2 separate regions of the Macaca mulatta genome follow, and region 1 is linked to region 2. A link is a contact called in public Hi-C data. All regions are on one chromosome and are shown on one strand. Each heading gives the region's core, a stretch centred on a gene start, on an enhancer-like site or on the middle of the called end of the contact. The rest is flanking DNA. Distances are from core to core; before and after follow the strand shown. Region 1 holds the start of TMED9 (transmembrane p24 trafficking protein 9). Region 2 holds the start of DDX41 (DEAD-box helicase 41).

What was found. Hi-C and Micro-C count contacts between places; a contact is called where the count stands out from the background.
Region 1: a Hi-C map of blood shows a contact between it and region 2, with 2.8 times the contacts expected there. The contact joins the promoter of TMED9 here to the promoter of DDX41 in region 2. A contact is called at or near these places in 2 of 14 Hi-C or Micro-C datasets (blood and fetal cortex germinal zone).

The regions. Positions count from the first base shown.
Region 1 is chr6:186,582,911-186,586,292 of T2T-MMU8v2.0, reverse strand. TMED9 (transmembrane p24 trafficking protein 9) reads right to left here and starts at 2,118. Exons shown (of 5, transcript NM_001193984.2): 1 at 1,884-2,118; 2 at 1,607-1,707; 3 at 475-600. The coding sequence starts at 2,067.
Region 2 is chr6:186,499,610-186,502,935 of T2T-MMU8v2.0, reverse strand. It overlaps DDX41 (DEAD-box helicase 41), which reads left to right and starts at 1,439. Exons shown (of 16, transcript XM_015141528.3): 1 at 1,439-1,470; 2 at 1,554-1,664; 3 at 1,910-2,069; 4 at 2,164-2,238; 5 at 2,368-2,428; 6 at 2,536-2,672; 7 at 3,100-3,172; 8 at 3,289-3,326. The coding sequence starts at 1,444.

The DNA.
Region 1 (3,382 bases), core at 869-3,368, 83 kb before region 2:
GCTCCATCTTCCTGCCAGAGACTGACAGCTCATCCCCGACTTTCCTTCATCTGTTCGTTTAGCCAACAGACTGGGCCCTCTTCAGTGTCTTAGCCCCATGGGGCTCTGGGCACACAAGCATGTATTAAGCTTGGGCTGGTGCTCTGAGTGAGGCATATACAAAGAGCTCAGTCATTGTGTCCTGGATACCCACTAGAAACCCAGCGTTCTTAGGAGACACAAAATCTAACACGATCCTCTCACACCCACAGCACCACCAGTCCCCCAGTCCTCACCAAAGGATGAAGGCTGAAAGCTGCAAGTCTCATATAGGCCCACTTATCAGCATGCCTCCAACAGAGGGAGAACTTGGGGAACTGGAGTGAAGACAGACCTGGTGCTCTCCAGGGGTATGTGAGGTGAAACTGAATCTGCCCTTGGAGGCATACAAAGGATGAAGGCTGAAAGCTGCAACTCCCATGTGGGCCCACTTACCAGCATGCCTCCAGCAAACAGGGAGAACTTGGTGGAATTGGAGTGAAGACAGATCTGGTGCTCGCCAGGGGTATGGGAGGTGAAAGTGAACCTGCCCTCGGAGCCATACTGCCGGGCCAGGATGACCTGGAGGAAGGGAAAAAGCTTCAGTCAGTGTTATGGTAGGGATGGGAATGGAGGAAAACAGTGCTTAAGACTCTAAGTACCGCAAAAGTTGACAAGCACAGCCTCTGGCACCTCACAACACTAAAAGATCCAAAGCTGCTCAGCAGCTCTTGCCATATACTTGTCTGAGAACTCTCTGGGGCAGGTGTTTAGAGTCTGAGAGACTGACATCAGGGTGGCAAGTGACTGACTGCTCTTGGGAAAGGCTTTCCTTTATAGTTCATGCCCTTTCAACTCTTCTGGTGTGAGTTGCTTTTTGGGTTTTTGTTTTTGTTTTTGAGACAGTCTCACTCTGTTGTCCCAGCTGGACTGCCATGGTGCTATCTCAGTTCACTGCAGCCTCAGCCTCCTGGGTTCAAGCGATTATAGTGCCTCAGCCTCCCAAGTATCTGGGATTACAGGTGTGTGCCACCACACCTGGCTTTTTTTTTTTTTTTTTTTTTTTTTTTGTATTTTTACCAGATACGGGATTTGCCAGACGGGGGTTGCCCAGGCTGGTCTTGAACTCCTAGCCTCAAGTGATCCACCCGCCTCAGCATCCCAAAGTGCTGGGATTACAGGCATGAGCCACCACACCCCCCGTGAGTTTGTTTTCTAATGAAAGTTGACAGAAGGTGACAGCTGAAGGATTTTGCCGTTCGTTTTCATATCCCCTTATTTGTGAAGATTAAAAGCAGCTCATTTTGTGGGGAAAGTATCACGTTCTGTGAAATCTTAAAGTCTAGATGGCTTTAAGAGTTGACAAAACTCTTTGATTTTTATCACCACAATTAATCCGCCCATTTCACAGACCGGGAAAATGGTTCCGGGAAGGTAAGTAACTTGGCAGGGTCATGCAACAGTCAGGATATTCCCACAACATCAACTGTCTCTCCCACTGCAGCAGATGCAGGAACTAGAAGAGGAAGTGCCAGAGCCTGCCTGGCTGAAAGCTTGATGGAAAGGAACGGGGGGGGGATTGGCTCACCTTGTCCTCTGGGTCCTTCACCTCCACAAACATGCCAAGCCCCGGGGTGGCCGGCTGGTACTCCTCCCGCTGCTTGTCATACAGCTGCGTCCGGTAGTTTCCTGGAGGGAAGTAGGGCGAGCCCAGGTCAGAGGAGCGCGAGGTGGCATGGGCTCCCCGACCGCCTGGGCACAGCGAGGCCATCTCCTCTCGGCTCTAGAGAGCTGACTGTCGCGCATCCCCTGCCCCAAGACCACGGTCACGTCCCAAACTCGCCCCTTCCTCCCCGCCCCCGCACCTATGACCATGGTCTCGTCCGGGATCTCCTCAATAAAGCACTTCTTCTCCGTCTCTCCGATGTGAAAGTAGAGCGCGCTTCCGCGCGTCGCCAACCACAGTAGCAGCAGAAGAGTCCGCATCACTCTGCCCAGCCCGGTTCCGGGCCAGGGCCGGACAACCAGCACGCCCAGCTCCACAGCCATCTTGCTCCACCAGCCTGCGCAGCCGCAACCGGCCGCGCCACGTCGCCCTGCCGCCGCCGCGGTGCCTGCCGGGACCGCGAGTTCCGCCGGTGGACCACAAATCCCGAGATGTCCTGCGACCCTGGCGCGGCAGTACCTGATTGGGGCGCGGCTCTTACCTGACAGAGAGCAGATGCCCTAGAATAAAAACTTATTTCAGTTGACTCTCTTCACGGCCTGGCAACTGACGATGGTTACCAGCTTTTTATAGATGAAACTGAGGTCGTTTGTTTGAGGTCGCGGAGCGAATTGCGAACGGGGACAGGATTCGAACCTAGGATCCCTGACTTTCCTTGGCACAGCATTTACCACTCTTGATTTGCTTCTACCTTTAAAAAATGAATTTAAAGAGAACGACGAAATAATGCACAAATGTATTATCAAACGAGATTAAAAGAAAAAAAAAAAGGTCTCCCATTACCACTTATTTGTCCTCATACCCTCTCAAGCATTTCTCCGACCACCAACACACACACACACACACACACACACACACACACACACACACACAGCCTCTGCTGCCGGATCCCGACTGCAATGACTCGTTACTATCAATTCTACAGAAATAGGATCATAAGAGAGTACTATGAGCAAATATAAGCCAACAAACTGGATAAAGTAGATGAAATAGACAAATTTATAGAAATGCAAAACTGACTCAGAGTAGATAACAGAATCCGAATAAACCTATAACTAGTGAGGAGATTGAATCAGTAATAAAAATCATTCTGGCCGGGCGCGGTGGCTCAAGCCTGTAATCCCAGCACTTTGGGAGGCCGAGACGGGTGGATCACGAGGTCAGGAGATCGAGACCATCCTGGCTAACACAGTGAGACCCCGTCTCTGCTAAAAAATACAAAAAAAACTAGCCGGGCGAGGTGGCGGGCGCCTGTAGTCCCCGCTACTCAGGAGGCTGAGGCAGGAGAATGGCGTATACCCGGAAGGCGGAGCTTGCAGTGAGCTGAGATCCGGCCACTGCACTCCAGCCTGGGCAACAGAGCGAGACTCCGCCTCAAAAAAAAAAAAAAAAAAATCATTCTTACTTAATATAGTTAAGATGTCAATACTACCCAAAGCAATCTACAGATTTAATGCAATCCCTATCAAAATCCCAATGACATTTTTGTAGAAACAGAGAAACTCATTCTCCAATTCATATACTCTCAAGGGATCTTGATTAGCCAAAACAATCCTAAAAAAGAAGAATAAAGCTGAAGAACTCACGTTTCCTCGTTTCTTTTTTTTTTTTTTTTTTTTTTTTTTGAGACGGAGTCTC
Region 2 (3,326 bases), core at 190-2,689:
CCTGTATATCCTTCATATCCCAGCTAAGAGGCCATTGTACTATGAAAACTATGACACTTCCAAAAGCGGTACCTTGTCTTAGGTTTTTTGTTTGTTTGTTTTGAGATGGAGTCTCGCTCTGTCACCCAGGCTGGAGTGCGGTGGCACCATCTCGGCTCACTGCAAGCTCCGCCTCCCGGGTTCACACCATTCTCCAGCCTCAGCCTCCCGAGTAGCTGGGACCACTGGCGCCCGCCACCACGCCCGGCTAATTTTTTTATTTTTAGTAGAGACGGGATTTCACTGTGTTAGCCAGGATGGTCTCGATCTCCTGACCTCGTGATCCGCCCGCCTCGGCCTCCCAAAGTGTTGGGATTACAGGCGTGAGCCACCGCGCCCGGCCCCCAGGATCTTTAACTTCAAGACCAGTTATCTGTCTATATTTCTAGTGTCAACTAATCCATAAGCTCCTCGCACACCAGGTATGTGTCTTGATTATCATCTGCTTGAGCGCAGTACCAATGCCCAGCACACACTTTTGAAGGAAAGAAAGCACAGAGCTGACCAAGTCATTCCTCCTTAGAAGTCTCTAATATTAAAGTTGAAACCACTTACTCTGAGAGTCACAGCAGGTATGCTCTGGTCGCAATCTCCTTTTCTGGCCTTAGCTCCGGCTTCCCCATCCCACCCTAGCCGCAATGCTGTTGCCTGGTGAATCTGTGTACTTGCACATCGCCAGACCTGTATTCCTGCAGCGCCCTGACCCAGGACGCCTCTCCTCTCCCAGCCTGAGATTCCCACGCTTCCCTGGAAGCGCCCGCCAGGCAGCTCTGTTAGGGCATTTACAGTAATAACCGTTTACATTTATACAAGGCCTCCCAGTTCAAAACCACTGCCATCCGTTTCTGATGCGTCCCCCACCACTGAACATAGGTGTCACACAGGCGCAGTCAGGGCGGCAGGGTGCGTGGAGCGGTTTATCCCGCAACCCCGGCGGCCCTGGCAGGGATGGAAGCGCAGGCGGCCCACGCGGACTCGGCCCAGCGCTCCCGGCCCTAGAGGACGCACTGTCCGCCGGTAGGGGCGTGCCCAAGACGCCATGCTCAGGGAGAGGTTGGGCACCCGCCGGCCCGCCCCGACTCCGGATCAGCGGTCTCCGCTGCGTGCGTCTTCCTCTTCCAGTGGGCCTGGGTTGAGCCTTTTAGCGCATGCTCCAAGTCCTCCGGTGTCCCACAATGCCTTGCGGCCGGTTTCGCCCTCGGTCCTGGCAACTGTCGCGTAACCACCCATGAAAGCGTCGACGCTTCGCCGTGCGAGAGCAGCTCCGGAGCAAATTTGTCCCTCTGCGCGATCCGGAACTCCGAGGTCGTTGCTAGGCGCCGACGTTCGCTTCTTCACATCGGATTGGGTCCCACGCAAAGATGAGGCGGGGTTTCGCCGTGGCGCGCATGCGTGCAGCAAAGAATGGAGGAGTCGGAACCCGAACGGAAGGTAGGAGAGAGGCGAGGCTCCTCGCGGGTGAGAGCGGGCGTGAAGTGGGGAGCAGGCCGTGCCTGACTTACGTGTGCTTGCAGCGGGCTCGCACCGACGAGGTGCCTGCCGGAGGAAGCCGCTCCGAGGCGGAGGATGAGGACGACGAGGACTACGTGCCCTATGTGCCGTTACGGCAGCGCCGGCAGCTACTGGTGAGGGGCCCGCGTCCGGGGAGGGATGGGGCCGTGACCGCCGGTCGTAGGGAGGGCAGTCTGAGGAGTGAGCTTCAGTACACCGGGGCGCGGCCCCCAGACAAACGAGGGACCGACGGCCTGATCTGAGGGGTAGGGCGGTTCTGCGCCTCGGGCACAGGATCCTCGTCCCAAAGCCAGGATCCTGACGCTGGCCCTGTGGACCCCATTCCCATTCTATCTGTGGGGCCCGGGTGGAACCTCAGCTCCAGAAGCTGCTGCAGCGAAGACGGAAGGGAGCTGCGGAGGAAGAGCAGCAGGACAGCGGTAGTGAACCCCGGGGAGATGAGGACGACATCCCGCTAGGCCCTCAGTCCAACGTCAGCCTCCTGGATCAGCACCAGCACCTTAAAGAGAAGGCTGAAGGTGGGCTGGGCAGCACTGCCGGGGCGGGAAAGGAGAAGCCGAGCCTGGCGCACCGTGTTGGTATCTGTCTGACATCTTCCACTTCTTTTCTCAGCCCGCAAAGAGTCTGCCAAGGAGAAGCAGCTGAAGGAAGAAGAGAAGATCCTGGAGAGTGTGGCTGAGGGCCGAGGTATGGTTGTAGCCAGGATAGTGAGAAGGTAGACTGAGTCTCCTCTTCCCAGCCCCAGGCATGTTATATCTCAAGGGATCTGGCTTCTCAGAAGTAGGAGCCAGTCCTGAGCCATGTCTTTCTCCTCAGCATTGATGTCAGTGAAGGAGATGGCCAAGGGCATCACATATGATGACCCCATCAAAACCAGGTATGTTTGTACAGTCTGCAGTTGCCCTTGCTTAGGATGGTACATGCAGGGTTGCTCCCAGGCCAGCTGTTCCCAGAGCTCTCTTGATCCCTGTTACCCATCCACAGCTGGACTCCGCCCCGTTATGTCCTGAGCATGTCTGAAGAGCGACATGAGCGCGTGCGGAAGAAATACCACATCCTGGTGGAGGGAGACGGTATTCCACCACCCATCAAGAGCTTCAAGGAAATGAAGTTTCCTGCAGGTAGTCAGGGAGCGGAGAGAGATCCCACACTTTTATAATCAAATGCCTGTGAGGTTATGTCCGAGCCCACCCTGAGTTCAGCCACATCTGCACTGGATCCAGTCACTGGGGCTGGAGGGATTTGAGGAGAAGTTTCTTTAGGTTCCTTGTTGCCCCAGCTGTACATGTTCATTGTTCTCTGCTGTTACGAAGCTTCAGGAGGAAAGTGCCATTGGGCATAGGCACTGGGTACAAGTCCTGGCTGCACCTAGCCTGTGGGCCTTGGACAAGTCTCTTTTTTGTTTTTTTTTTTCCTCCCTCTCTCTCTCTTGCTCTGAGCCTCAGTTTCATCATCTGCAACTTGTAGGGATAGTGCCAGTTTTACAGGCTTTGGGGCTCTGAGAAAGTACCTGTGAGTCACAAGGACGATGTCTGTTGGTTTTCACAGCCATCCTGAGAGGCCTGAAGAAGAAAGGCATTCACCACCCAACACCCATTCAGATCCAGGGCATCCCCACCATGTGAGTGTGGACTGTGGACCTGGGGTCCTTGAGGAGGGCGGGAACGGGGAGGAGCAATGGCTAGGTGTCCTTCATCTTCTGTTGAAATTGGCTCTCGGGTCATCCTCTCCCAACAGTCTATCTGGCCGTGACATGATAGGCATCGCCTTCACGG